Regions from separate parts of the Sus scrofa genome. Here all the other regions are linked to region 3. The links are chromatin contacts, called in public HiChIP or PLAC-seq maps. All regions are on one chromosome and are shown on one strand. Each heading gives the region's core, a stretch centred on a gene start, on an enhancer-like site or on the middle of the called end of the contact. The rest is flanking DNA. Distances are from core to core; before and after follow the strand shown. Region 1 overlaps LOC102159588 (a long non-coding RNA gene). Region 2 overlaps COG6 (conserved oligomeric Golgi complex subunit 6). Region 3 overlaps LOC102159588 (a long non-coding RNA gene). Region 4 overlaps COG6 (conserved oligomeric Golgi complex subunit 6).

Region 1 (3,517 bases), core at 168-2,667, 150 kb before region 3:
TAGAATTTTCAAATTTTCAAACACTCATGAAAGATACTGTTTTTGTTTCACTCTCTGTTTAAGAAACTGAAGTTGAAATTCTAATGTAAAATCAGTAAAATGGCATTAATAGACTTACACCTAAAAAAAAGGTCAGCAGATCAATGATGTAATTGGCTTTGCCAAGGAGAGGTAAAACTGAGACAGCTTGGGAGAAGAGCAGGACTTTGTTTTTGGTTCTGGGACTTGTCTCAGAAACAATCAGCCACAGTCTGGAGAGCTGAACTAAGAAAAAATTTGACCTCACGTCTGAATGTGTTGGCCACTCTGCTGTGAGAAGGCCAGTGTCATCAGTGTCATCTGCATGAAAGAGACAATTCAAAGCCCACTGGGCTTGAACATGCAGTTTTGCTCTATACAGAATATACTTCCCAACTTTCTGCCTGATAAGCCTCGTCTACTCTTGCAATGCATACCAATAAATGTATGGGCAAATGCTTCAAGCTAATGTACAAATCTACCTGGTGTTACTACAATATTCTCAATACATTTGGCTCGGATTTAAATGTTGGATGTGTGTGTTTAAAGAGAACTTTATTTCATAAGATTGTATCAATATTAGTCTAACAAATATTTCAGACACCCGTGCAAAAGGCTGAATGCAGGGCACAAAAGAGGAAAAGTGCCCAGCTACTAGAATGGAAGATTGGGACCAGATTGTGCCATGCTGTGGTTTTCAAAATGGAGCATATTTTATCTTACAGGACGAGGTTGGAAAATATGTTTACCTTGAATGACAATAGGATAAGAGTTGGCTACCTGGAGAGCTGGGATGGAAATGGTTCTATGACTGAAAGCAGCTTCCATAGTATATTATCCAGGGGCGCTGGGAGGGTGACCAGCCATGGGCTATTTGTCACTCTGTCTTGTGGTCAAAGGCCGTGGCTGGCACATGAAATGGGTCTCATCAGGTCTCTGCTTCAGAAGACTGTCCACAGCAAGGGAGGCGAATTAGAGAAGGAACAATGAGCATATCTGATCTCACCCCTTAGTAGCTATTCTCCAGACCCAGGAGACGCTAGCCATCTCCCCGGGCACCCATCTTCTCACCTGGGGCAGGCAGGTCCCTGTGGGAGAGGTCACTGGCACGGGGGAGTGCTGCGCTGCCCTGCCCGTCCATGAAAGGAGGACAGTCTTCACCCACTCGTAGGAAACGAGCCATGCATTTGTTCACATTTCAGATTACAGGGCCAAGGCTACAGGTTTCATAAGAGACATTCTCTGAACCCCAAGCTGAGTGTCATCCTGATAAATATTGCAAAATTCAGGAAAGTGAATTCCTGTCTTTTGACCCAGAGTAGCGTCTGGAATCTCTTGGTATCTGAGCACATTTTACCAAAACGAGAAGCATTTCTCCGAAAGAGAAATAGCAGCCAAAGTGCAGTGTGTTAGAGTTCCAGCAGGAAACAGATGGCACTCAAACTGAGTGAGTGAGGGCTGTTAACACAAGAGTGATTTACAAAGTTGTGGAAAGACTGAGGGACATGTACAAAGGAAGGTGAAGGACCTCGGGGCTAAAACAGCAGGTGATGGTGACTGACTGGTGAGCCCTTTGTTATCGCCTGCTCTGAAAGAAAACGTTCCATTTCCAGATCTCCGTGCGCGGCCACAGGGAGGGGTCACCAGAGAAGAGCCGTGACATCTGCTGGAAGGATGTGGCCAATCTGTGTTCACCGCAGGGGAAGAACTAAATGCACAGCCTCCCTCTCCTCCCTGCGGGGCTGAGAACCCACTGATGTGGCCTGTTCAGGTCAGCCTGCCAGCCACAGGCCAGGACAGAAAAGGATGGAGGGTGGGTCTGGACGGCAAAGGAAAGAGAACCAGCTCAGTGCAGTTTTCAGTTATGTGATCAGTTCACCTCAAATAATGGTGGGACATCGGCAAAGTGGTGGGCTAGGAGGCTCCAGCTCCAGGTTCCTTCATAAAATCATCAACAAAGAAACAAAAACCCAAACCCACACTTGCCTGAATGAAAAGAGTCTTAGTCTTGAGTGTGGCAACTCAGTTCCCAGTTTCACTCCCTAAACCAAAGGGAGAGCGCAGACCTTGTTTGCAAATTGTTGTGTACATCTGTACACATTGGCGTGGATACCTGAGGATCCGACCCACTGTTTTTCTCTTATAACTCAGAACACGTGCAGGGAAACTGTAGGCTCTGCTCATACAGTCTACAAGGGGACACACCCTGCACACCCACAGAAACCTGGGCCAACAGATGCTCACTGGAGATACACAATAGACATCGAAGGTTCAGAAGAGAAAGTTTGGATGAGACTCTTTGGGAATGAGGACATCCAAAAGCAGCCGTTTATACAGGGGAATCTAGAAAGCCACATGCATAACTGGGTAGGACATATTCTCAGAAGAAAAAACCCAAGACCTTACACTTTCATGTAAGGCCGATCCCTAGACCTCACTAAGTGGAAGAAGTACCCCAGCACAAAGTTGGTCTCTCTCTCCCTCTCTCCCTCTCTCCCCCTCTCCCTCTCTCCCTCCCTCTCTCTCTCTCCCTCCCTCTCTCTCTCTCCCTCTCCCTCTCTCTCTTTCCCCCCTCCATCACTGTCTCTTTCTTTCTGTGTTTTTTGGTTTGTCCATTTCAGCTCCAAGCATTCAAGGAAATTTCTGTCAGGACATTAGTTGAACACAAGGTAAAGTCAAAGAATCTTTAGTGAACACACATGGCAAGGAACAGACTTTGCAAAAATCATTTGGTAACTTCTCAAAACAAATGGACTCTCACAGCCTTCAACAATCAAACCAACAACCAAAAAGCGAATTCTGGGGAAGGGAGGAAATCTGATTCCCAGACTTACCACATTGTAATAATCACATGCCCAATTTAAAAGTCAAAATTAGGTTGGAAAGGAAAGAAGTTAGGTTGAAAGGGAAAGGATGAAAAAGATATGTTACACAAATAGTAACTAAAAGAAGGTTGGATGGCTATTCTAATGTTAGATGAGATAGATTTTAACTCAAAAATTATTGCAAGAGACAGGGAGGGATATTATTGATAAAAATATCAATTCATCAAGAAGTTACGACAATTACATAGATGCCAAAAACATCAGAGATTCAAAACATATCAAGCAAATACTGAAAGAATTGAAGGGAGAAATAGACAGCCCTAAGATACTAGCAGGAGGCTTTAATTCTCCCACTGTCAATAATACAGCAACCAGACTAAAGAGGAGTAAGGAAACAATGGACTCAAACAACACTGTAGACCAAGTGGGGCTCTCAGACATATTATAACACTCAATAACAGGAGAATACACATCTTTATCAACTGGATATGGAATATTCTTCAGGATGGACCATCTGTTAGACCACAAAACAAGTCTAATTAAATTTGAAACAAATGAAATCATATAAAGTTTCTTTTCTGGTCATACTGGAATGAAGCTAGAAATTAATAACAGAGGGAAAACTGGAAAATCCACATGTGCAAATTAAACTACATATTCTTAAATAACAAATG
Region 2 (3,207 bases), core at 573-3,072, 220 kb before region 3:
GCCAGGTGAGATAATTTTTCATCCAAGCCTAGAGAAAAGGGAAACTGAGCTGGCAGTGTACCCAAACAGCATGGAACCTGGGGACTGAAAGTGTAGTAGACAGAGATGCAAGGTGGTTGCCGTGTGGCTCAATTTAGGGCTGGCACAATCTGGTCCATTCCAGCTGGAATGTCTAGCGTCAAGAAGGGGTAATGAGGAGTTCCCGTCGTGGCGCAGTGGTTAACGAATCCGACTAGGAACCATGAGGTTGCGGGTTCGGTCCCTGCCCTTGCTCAGTGGGTTAACGATCCGGCGTTGCCGTGAGCTGTGGTGTAGGTTGCAGACATGGCTCGGATCCTGCGTTGCTGTGGCTCTGGCGTAGGCTGGCAGCTACAGCTCCGATTAGACCCCTAGCCTGGGAAACTCCATATGCCGCGGGAGCGGCCCAAGAAATAGCAAAAAGACAGAAAAAAAAAAAGAAGGGGTAATGAGAAGGCTGTGCCTGGACAAGTTGACATTACCTTCATGGTGGACTGGGAGCTTACTTATATTCATGGAACTCTTAGCAGATACCTGTAAGCACCAGTCTGCTTAGGTCAGAGTACAGCGCACCTGACCTCACCTGCAAAGACTGGCTCAGATGCAGCACTGTCCTCCCAAATAAACTCCCCAGGAGGGTAAAAAGAGAGAAACTTTGGAGCTGGTTCCTACCCTGAGCTGGCTGTTGAAGGAGGAGTGTTGCTTTGGAGCCAAGATAGAGGAACTGCCATGGGTTGGGTAGGAACTGGAGTGAAGGCCCAGTTTCAGGCCCTCAGCTTTGGTCCTGGCCAACTGCAATATGCTTCAGCTTCATGGCCGCTGCACGGCCAACCGAGGATGTCTTTGGACTGCTTGGTGGAATCGTGGTTGTGTTCCAGTAGCACTGAAGGTGACCTTGAGGGATGCATCTGAGTCCCTGCTCCTGTGGGAAGTCTGGAAAGCTAGGAACTGCTTTCAGATTCTAGAAGTAACATCTGGGACTTTGGGGCTGTATCATGGTATCTGGTAGGGAGACGGACAGGAGGCAGGGTGTCAGGAAGTAATGGGACTGGATTTCCTGGTGTTAGGAGCATGTGAGAATATAGTATTTTATTATGGGTCTTCACTAGTCAGTGTTACTTTTCCAGATTTAAAGTGGACTTATCTCTATGATCATTTTCTAGTGACTACTAAGGAGTTTTTTTTTTCATATATATCATACACATTTTAAATTGATGAGTGTCTACTTAAATATCTCTGTCAGAATCAAAAAGGATTAAAGAACTTACCCTAATTCAAGTAGAGCTACCAATCCTTTTCAAATGATTTTTGTAATAAATATTTAGGGTACTGAGAAGAGATTTCAACTGGCAGAATCTGCCTCATGCAACATTTTTCTAGCTATTAGCTCATCCTTAATTTGAACTAATCTATCCACTTAGGGATTGAAGTAGAAAGACCACCTCAAGTCAAAGCAGGAAATGGGTAGAGGCTAGAGTACTCAGAGGATGAAGGATTTACCGCTTTGCTCAGCTTTGGGGAATGAGGGAAATGGTACATCAAACCCGGGGCCACCTCCATACCCTGGGATGTAAATACGATGCACTGTACAGAGGGGGTGATCCCTATGAGGTGCGGTCAGGAGGGAGCCCAGCAGGGCCTCCTTTCTGCGTACACCCCAGGCTCCAGGAAACCCTGTGACAGCAGGAAGCAGAGGAGCATCGAAAGCCCAGAGCCTGGAGGAGAGACCCCTCACGGTGGGGGGAGGGCAAGCAGCTGAGCAAAGGAAGTGAGAAGAGAGGAGGAAGTCAGTTCCCCCAAACAACTGGGCTCAGAAGCTGTGCTAAAGGGAGAAGTTGTCCCCTCCAAGATTCCAGGAAGCGGGTGCAGACCTCTGCAGTGGCAGGAATAGGCAGAGGAAGAAATGTGGAGGCAGATAAAGGGGGCAGCCGGAACCCTGGCTCTGCCTGTTCTGATTCATTCGACTCGGAGTGAAGGATAGTGGAAGCCTGAAAAGGGGCGTGTGGCCCTGGCCGCAGTGGGTGGAGTAGAGGCCAGAGGCGCAGTTGTTAGGACCAGACAATTTAGGAGTCACTTCGCTAGTAAGTGACCACCCCACATGGGGTGAGTGGTGTTGAAACAGGTTTTGCAGAGAGAAAATCATACTCCAGCTTGCACTCGTGAAATTCAGCTTTCCAGCTTGCACTCGTGAAATTCAGCTTTACAGCAGCGGAATTTCAAACATGAAGCTGAGACTCGTGCTTTAAAGCATCCCCAGGAAGAGCCACTCTGTGGTGGCCGCTTGCTTTGGCCCTTCTGATTGAGGTCTGCAGATTCTGGAGATGTTGCTCGATTTTACCCACAGCAGCATGGCTCGTTCTTTGCTGGATTCAAGCAGAACGTTTTCTCGTTGAATAACCAGCTGATGCCTGTCACCCCTTTGAGCGTCTAGCCTACCTGTGAAAAGGAAGACAGATCTCACAGCCTCGCATTCATAATTCACCGACGGGACCTTCTAAAGACACTATTTCATCTGAAAAGCTAAAAGTGACTAAGACACTTAATATTATTAATCACATTATGAGCCCCTAGAGACTGCTTACTGGAAAGTATTTTGGGAAATTTACTGATGGGAAATGGAAGGCACCACAAGTCTGCTGGTTCTCTGCCCATTCTTTTTTTTTTTTTCCCAAAGGTAGGAAATGTCTCTTTTCACTGTGAGATTGGCTCACCACGCTGTGAACTGTAGTGAGTAGACTGGGTCAAAGGTCAGGGGAGTGGAATGAACAAAAGGACATGGTGGTCACTACACAAAGGGCCAGCTCCGGGGGGTCAGGTTTGGTTATAGCAAAGTGCTTTTGCATTGCCTGCCAAGAAGATGGGGTTAATTAGGTAGGAAAGAGTAGGAGGAAACTGATGTTAGTGAAACATTTAACTGGATGCTTTAGCATTTAACTGGATTCAGTATCAGATGGAGTATGTGTGTGTGTTTAATTCTCACAAAAACCCCATGAAATGAGAATCAGTAGCCTCAATTTACAGGTGAGGAAACAAGCTGTAGATTAAGTAAACTTGCCTGGTGGCGCAGAATTATTAAGAGACTTAGGTTTAGAACAGATATCTGACACTGACTTCTATACTTCTGCCCTTTTAAAATAATTCACTCTTTTATTTAGTATTATCTATCCATCTATATACATATATTTATAA
Region 3 (3,447 bases), core at 235-2,734:
AGCCGGGCTTCTCCTCGGCCACAGCGCTGCCCTGCCGTGTCCGTGGGGGTCTGGGGAAAGGGCAGTTGGGGCGGGACTATCCATCCAGAGGGGCCCCGCCCTGCCATGCCCCCCCCCCACAGCGTCCTCCGTCCTCCTGGGGAGCTCTCCCTGCTCCTCCCAGCTTGGCAACGTGTTGGCAGGTCGCTGGCCGGAAGCCTGTATTCCTCACCCAGGTCCTGTCACTGCAACAACCGTCTTTGCTCTTGTGGTGAAGAGTAACTGAATTAAATTGGGCAGCACTGGATCCTGACCCTGCTAAGTGCCTGCTCCAATTGAGGTCCCGGGCAGGAATGGGCAGGGCAGCGGTGACAGACGTCCTTGTCCAGCGGGCCTGACAGTCGTGTTCTTGTTTCCACGTGGAAACTTGTGGAGGTTTGGTGGGTCTGGGAAGGAACTAGGAGAGTCCCTGGGCCTGTGAGGAATATAGCTGAGCCCACAGGAGCCCGTCTGCCTGATGTTACAACATATGGACGTGCAGATGTTGAAACAGGGACGGATGGCAGCAAGGCAATGGGTGACATCTCCAAAAATGGGCTCAAAAAATACTGTGCGCTCGTGTGTGTGTGTGTGTGTGTGTGTGTGTGTGTGGTGGTGGTGGTGGTGGTGGAGGGAGATCTGTGAGCAGGAATGAAGAGTTTTGCTCTGGTAGCATTTCAACCCGTCCATGGTTTAGAAGTGACATGTCTTGGGCAAACAGGCAGCCCCAGCAGTCTTTACCAAGAGTACACTACATGGGTATGCCGCTTATCTAAAAGCAAATAAGAAACCCATGGCTGCCTCTAACTAGCTCTATTTTCCCTTCTTTCTGCAGATAAAATTAAACATAGACATCGCCATCCAAATTTACCTGCAGGGTCATCAGGAAGGGGAGAGGAGAGGAAGTCCGGGGCAGGGTATGCCTTTAAGAGCCCTTTTTTTCTGTCATCCTTCTTGTCCTCACCGTCCATTTGGTCCTGGCAATACTGTTCATCACTCAGACGTGAGACTGAGTAACCCGTGCAAATGCTTGACTCCAGCTCTTTCAACTTCCCTTTCAGAATCCCTTGCAAACATGGAAACATGCTCACACATGAAGGGCGCCTGGAAATCCAGCCTTGCTTGTAAAACACTGGCAAGGTTGAATCCCATCCTCAGAGGCATGGCCTCTGTCACTTCATTGTGGTGATCGCCCCTACTGGCCGGCCCTTAGTGAACCAAATAAGTGAGTTGGAGGAGTCTTTCATTTCGACGGTTCAGTGTGTGTGTGAGGATAAGGATCTGTGGGCTGAGCGAGAAAGGAAGTCCCAAACACCCCATCATTTTTAAATGATGGGCTATGACACATTAATGACTCCCAGGATGGGGAAAGTTTCCACTGGGGCATGTGATTCAGCCCAGTAAGAGAGCCTAGAGCCTTCGATAGGTGCCAACTTGGTTCACAACCCACTAATCCTCTGCAGCCACCCACTGCCTCCCCAGTGAGCGTCCTCCCCAGAGACTGGGTGAGTCACCATGACCATCTTGCTGCACCATCTGGAACCAGCTTAAAGTCTATGCCCAAAACCTCCATGCACAGGAAGACCAGAAGAGCATTCCAAAGGCACCCTAGCCTAAATACCTTCCCCGCGTGGCTGCATAGACTTTGTACTTGAGTCCTTAAAAAGGCTTGTCCCCAATCCGACAGACATGGCTAACGTGGTCTTAATTATGGGCTGTTAAAGTCAATGGATGATAGGTTCGATGTAGCGCCAAGTCCAGTAGGTATGTCACATGGCCTGAGAAGTCTCACGACGCAAAGGAGCACTCGGGAATCAGAGCCCCAGAGCCCACCGGGAAACTCAGTGCCAGCTTGGCGCCTCGGGTCTCCCTCCCTGCTTCCCCCCCGCATGTCCCTTCTTCACAATGACGTTCCACAGGTGCTGTCGGTGGCCTTTTCTCACTCGACCCATGCTCCCTGCAGGAGCTGCTCAGCTGGGGAGGGCTTCAGGTCCCATAGGCACATGTGGAAAGACCCAGATCCAGATGTTTAGGTCAACCCCCTCTCCTCAGTTTCAGTTCTTTCAATAAATATGTGCGGAGAACGTGCTATGTGGGAGGCCCTGGGCTGGGTGCTGGGCACAGGGAAATGAATAAAACATGGTGTCAGCTGTCAAGGCTCACACATAATTTTATATCCAGATACTACTGGGATTTTCCTCGCAGACTTACAGTGATAATAACAGAGGTAATTTTTAAAAATCTGGGAGCTCCTGTTGTAACTCAGTGGTAACAAACCCGACTAGTATCCAGGAGGACATCAGTTCCAGCCCTGGCCTCACTCGGTGGGTTAAGGATCTGGCGTTGCTGTGGCTGTGGTACAGGCCAGCAGCTGTAGCTCCGATTGGACCCCTAACCTGGGAACCTCCACATGCCATTCCTGTGGCCCTTAAAAGACAAACAAACAAACAAAAAAACCCCAAAAACAACTGCTACAATTTATTAGGTTTGAAACCAAGCTTATTAGAATCATGACTAAGATAAGCACAAACAAGGTTCCGATTTTGCAGTTTTTGAGTAAAACACACAAGCCTTGGAACGTCTTTTGCTTCTCCTGGACAGCACTGAGGGCAGCTTAGCTTTTGGGTCTGTCTTCCGGATGGACGAGGCTGGCTTCTGGATACGTGAGGGGCCCTGGCAGTCACCGGTCTTACCTGACTCACCGCTTGGTGGCAGCACACCACACTTCCTTCCTCCCTGCTCTTTCCTGTGAGTGTGTGAGGAGGAGGCCCTCTACTTAGGGGCCGTCCCCACACCTCAGTCTCCTGCATTGCTTTTGATGCAAATTATCACTTAAACTTTTAGGCAACAGCAAATATTGTTCGTGTGTGCTTTTATGAACTCCTTTCGGATGACGTGGAGCTTTGCCAAGGCCAAACCCAGCACCTTTCATCAGACCATTTTCACTGGGAGGTTTTTCTTACATAAAATGATCCACGATTAAAAATATGGAGAAATTTTCTCAGTGTGGCACAGCTTTTTAAAAGACAGGGACAAAACCTTTATCAACAGAGCAATTTATCATGCCAGTAATTTTCTACCTCTGTCCTGCTATTATCAAGGATGGCCGTTTTAAAAGGAACTCTTAGCTCTGATCTCTCGGCTCAGCCTGCAGCCTCACAGTAATGGCCCGACTCTAACTTCAGCCCACTGCCATGGGAGTAATTATGCCACACGCACAGAAGGGCGATTTGCCACAGAATCAAAGAAGCAATTGGGTTCAAAGTGAAAAACAATCTCTAGAGATGGGAGGGAAAGACACTTGATGAAGCGGGGAGGACAGAGAGAGCCCTGCTTTATGTGGAAGAGGGCTGTGGACTAAAGCTCTGAAATAAAATCGCATCAGAGTAAGACCGCGTATGAAGTGAATGAAGTCATTTTCCTAATGCC
Region 4 (3,564 bases), core at 230-2,729, 200 kb before region 3:
GATTATGCTGGACTAAATTCTAACTCAGAAATAAAAGGAGGCGATGACACGTATGTTAGACATTTTGGAAGAAGGTGACTATGACCTCTTTGTAATCTGTCCTGGAGAAGAAAGCACTGAAGGACTTAGCTGTGCACACTAAACTTTGGACTCATGGAGCAGATAGAGGTAGATGTGGTGATAGAAAGGGATGCCCAGTGGCAAATGCTGTTGTAGATGGAATGGATGGTCAGTGGGGCCCTACTGCACAGCACAGGGAGGTCTGCTCAGTGTTCTGTGATAACCTATGTGGGAACAGATATGTGCTTATGTGTAGCTGAATCACTTTGCTCTGTAACAGAAATTAACAAATAAATAAACTATAAATAAACTATATTTATAGTAAATAAACTATATTTCAATAAACTATATTTCAATAAAAATAATTTTAAAAAAGAGATACCACCTACAAGAAATGTTCTCAGAGTTGCTGTTGTGGCACAGTGGAAATGAGTATGACTAGGAACCATGAGGTTGCGGGTTCGATCCCTGGCCTTGCTCAGTGGGTTAAGGATCCAGCGTTGCTGTGAGCTGAGTGTAGGTCCCAGACGTGGCTTGGATCCTGCATTGCTGTGGCTGTGGTATAGGCCAACAGCCACAGCTTTCATTGGACCCCTAGCCTGGGAACCTCCATATGCCACAGGTGCAGCCCTAAAAAGACAAAAAACAAAAAACAAAAAACAAAAAAAGAGAGAGAGAGGGAGCGAGAGAGAGAAAGAAATGTGGCTCTGGGGGGAAGGAAGTCTCAAGTATCATGAAATAACTCGCAGTGAGGATAAGAGAGGAACCACCCAAAGAACCAGTGGGAAATTAATGAAGAACCAGACCCCAAGAGCCTTGATTTTAAATTCCTCCTTATCCTACACTTTTACCCTTTACCTCTTGCATTTTTTATATATTTCATTGAAAACACTGAATTTCAACTCTTAATGTCAGATTGTGCTTAGATTGTTGAGATAACATAGATATTTGTTGGAGTTCCCCTTGTGGCTCAGCAGGTTAAGAACCTAACTAGTGTGCATGAGGATGTGGGTTCGATCCCTGGCCTCACTAAGTGGGTTAAGGATCTGGTATTGCCACAGGTTTGCAGATGCGGCTCAGATCTGTTGCTGAGGCTGTGGCATAGGTTGGCAGCTGCAGCTTTGATTCAGCCCCTAGCCCAGGAACTTACGTATTTCGCAGGTGTGGCCCTAATAAGAAAAAAAAAGACATTGTTGAATCTGTTTTTAGAAATCTCCCAAATCCAGCCTAATTCATTTCTGTTTTACCCTGTTGTTTGGGCACCAAAGTTACTCGTAATGAGAGTGTCCTTTGGCTTTTATCCTCCCTACGTGTACCTCCCTGGGGCCGTGAGTCACAGAAGTGAGTGGATTTGGGTATTCTTGATGTCCTCTGCACTGTCTTTTTAAATTTCACTTTTACTTTCCTTTTTAGTAGTGTTATCTTTGTCTCATGGGTTGGTCTGCATCTTCATTGCTCACATGGCAACAGAGACTCTTACCAGAGGCTTTGTGTGTCGTCTTGCTTCCAAAAGCTTTCAGGCAGCCTGGTCACACCGTGAAGGCACTAGAAATACAAGACTTTGAAATATGCTTGGAAAGTAACAAGATTCAAATATGCTGATGAAGGTTTTATAAACCCAACCTTTTTTTTTTTTTTTTTTTTTTTTTTCTTTTAGGGCCTCACCCGTGGCGTAGGGAAGTTCCCAAGCTAGCGGTCAAATCGCAGGTATAGCTGAGGCCTACACCACAGCCACAGCAACGCCAGATCTGAGCTGCATCTGCAGGCTCGCAGCAATGCCAGATCCTTAATCCTGAGTGAGGCTAGGAATCGAACCTACATCCTCTTGGATGCCAGTTGGGTTCTTAACATGCTAAGCAGCAGTGGCAACTTCCCTTCATGTTATTTTAAGTGAATGTTCATTTTATCTCATCAACATACACCCTCAGGTGAGTCAGAAATTTTCCAGTTTAGAGTCTATGTTTTATAGAGTCGTATTGACAACCCGCTCCTGGATCAAATTTGCCTCTGGAGTATAGATTTCAGTGGAGTGGCTTCAATTCCCTGTGCACTTTGGCTTTAGCAGAGAAATTTGTCCAAGTGATTTGACCATATTGATCCCCAACAAAGCAAAAGGAGTAGATGTTGACTAGAGATAAAAAACATAACCCAGATAGATTCTTATACTGACTCCATTTTTAATACTTTTCTTTTTTAAAAAGAAACTTTATGAGATGTGGGGATATGAAAAGGTGTCTTAAAGTTTAAGGGCGGTCTCTCCCTCAACTTGTAACAATTTAAGTGTATTTCTTTAATAAGGGTTTTTATTTTAAAAAATAAAAGTTTTGAAATATTTTCTCCTTTTCTAACCTGCAAACTCTGAGGTCAGTATGTACCTGCTCTGCCATGTGAACTTGAGACAGTACAGACTCTGAGAACAGATCCCCAGCCCTTGAAGAGGCTGACTCAAGGACTTCTTTCAGAGCTCAGAACTCTTGTGAGAAACTGAAAGTCTCTCCTGCCAGGGGCCAGAAGGTGAATGTGAGAAGAATCACATTCTTTAATTGTTGGAACCTTTAATTTTTGTAACCAAATATGTCTCCCGTCAGGACAGGCAGCATCATTTTTCTAGGCCAGTGTAACGTGAACACGCAGGGCCCCTTGCTCAGAACTTACTGAGGATTTCAGGACAATGACAGCAGATAATGAAAGCAGCCGAGGGCCTCTTCCAAGCGCAATTGTTTGAGAGACATTTTTTCCCCTTCTGCTTAGCTAGTTCCTCTTCTTGGTTCAGGGAATGCCTGTAGTTGTTCAGAATGGGCCACGGAGATTAAGTCCATGGCTTATCTTGTTTTGACAAGAAAACAGGTGAATTTTCAACAATACCATAAACCTGCAAAATACGTTCAACCCAAACTGTGTTTCTTGTAAGAAACGCCATTAAGAAGAAGATACTGGCATTAAATATGATGTATCATCCATTGTAAAATGAACTGTAAGTGCGGAGACATTCAAATGTTAAGACTTTAGGGGTGATGAAATTGTGGATCTCAACAGAGAAGTCTTGCAACACCGTGGGCTACCTGCCGTTATCCCCCCACCACACAGTTTTCTGAGGCTCTTCTGTTCATAGAAGTGAGGTACTGGGGTTCGGGAGATGTGCTAGGGTCACGCACCTCGTTAGGGGTAGACCAGTAGGCTCGGTCCCCAGAGCTGAGCTTGTGCTTTCTCTCTGTAACCTGGCTGTCCTGTCTCTTCAGAGGGGTCTTTCACTGGGTTAGAGAAGGACAGTGGTAAAGAAAGAAGGAAATGACAGAAAACTAGATAAGAACAGGAGAAATGTGCACGCAAATATTAGTATTCTCTCTCTACACACACACACACACACACTTATTTTACTAGATATATGTATTTCAGATGACATTTGGGAAGCAATATTTTTCATGTGAAATTTAATCATTTTATGCCTCCTTTTTAATTAGTTTCAAGCTGTTGATGATTACATATATATATATCATTTCAAGC

The links. HiChIP or PLAC-seq counts read pairs in DNA pulled down with a chosen protein or histone mark.
Region 1: a contact with region 3 is called in an H3K27ac HiChIP or PLAC-seq map of alveolar macrophages. The contact joins two enhancer-like sites. A contact is called at or near these places in 2 of 47 Hi-C or Micro-C datasets (embryonic fibroblasts and liver) and 1 of 2 datasets of contacts at active chromatin or transcription factors (alveolar macrophages).
Region 2: an H3K27ac HiChIP or PLAC-seq map of alveolar macrophages shows a contact between it and region 3. The contact joins two enhancer-like sites. A contact is called at or near these places in 1 of 47 Hi-C or Micro-C datasets (embryonic fibroblasts) and 1 of 2 datasets of contacts at active chromatin or transcription factors (alveolar macrophages).
Region 4: an H3K27ac HiChIP or PLAC-seq map of alveolar macrophages shows a contact between it and region 3. The contact joins two enhancer-like sites. A contact is called at or near these places in 2 of 47 Hi-C or Micro-C datasets (embryonic fibroblasts and fetal heart ventricle) and 1 of 2 datasets of contacts at active chromatin or transcription factors (alveolar macrophages).

Annotation. Positions count from the first base shown.
Region 1 is chr11:14,744,169-14,747,685 of Sscrofa11.1, forward strand. The region is part of intron 5 of LOC102159588 (a long non-coding RNA gene); the gene reads right to left. Among named protein-coding and RNA genes, the nearest start is that of COG6, 170 kb to the left of the region's middle. Within about 2 kb of position 1,418, at least 18 of the 83 cell types and tissues checked have an H3K27ac peak or open chromatin away from gene starts, as enhancers often do. A contact at or near this core is called in alveolar macrophages, where this site is marked.
Region 2 is chr11:14,679,014-14,682,220 of Sscrofa11.1, forward strand. All of the region lies in intron 17 of COG6 (conserved oligomeric Golgi complex subunit 6), which reads left to right. Among named protein-coding and RNA genes, the nearest start is that of COG6, 100 kb to the left of the region's middle. Within about 2 kb of position 1,823, at least 12 of the 83 cell types and tissues checked have an H3K27ac peak or open chromatin away from gene starts, as enhancers often do. A contact at or near this core is called in alveolar macrophages, where this site is marked.
Region 3 is chr11:14,894,912-14,898,358 of Sscrofa11.1, forward strand. All of the region lies in intron 2 of LOC102159588 (a long non-coding RNA gene), which reads right to left. Among named protein-coding and RNA genes, the nearest start is that of COG6, 320 kb to the left of the region's middle. Within about 2 kb of position 1,485, at least 10 of the 83 cell types and tissues checked have an H3K27ac peak or open chromatin away from gene starts, as enhancers often do. A contact at or near this core is called in alveolar macrophages, where this site is marked.
Region 4 is chr11:14,697,067-14,700,630 of Sscrofa11.1, forward strand. All of the region lies in intron 17 of COG6 (conserved oligomeric Golgi complex subunit 6), which reads left to right. Among named protein-coding and RNA genes, the nearest start is that of COG6, 120 kb to the left of the region's middle. Within about 2 kb of position 1,480, at least 7 of the 83 cell types and tissues checked have an H3K27ac peak or open chromatin away from gene starts, as enhancers often do. A contact at or near this core is called in alveolar macrophages, where this site is marked.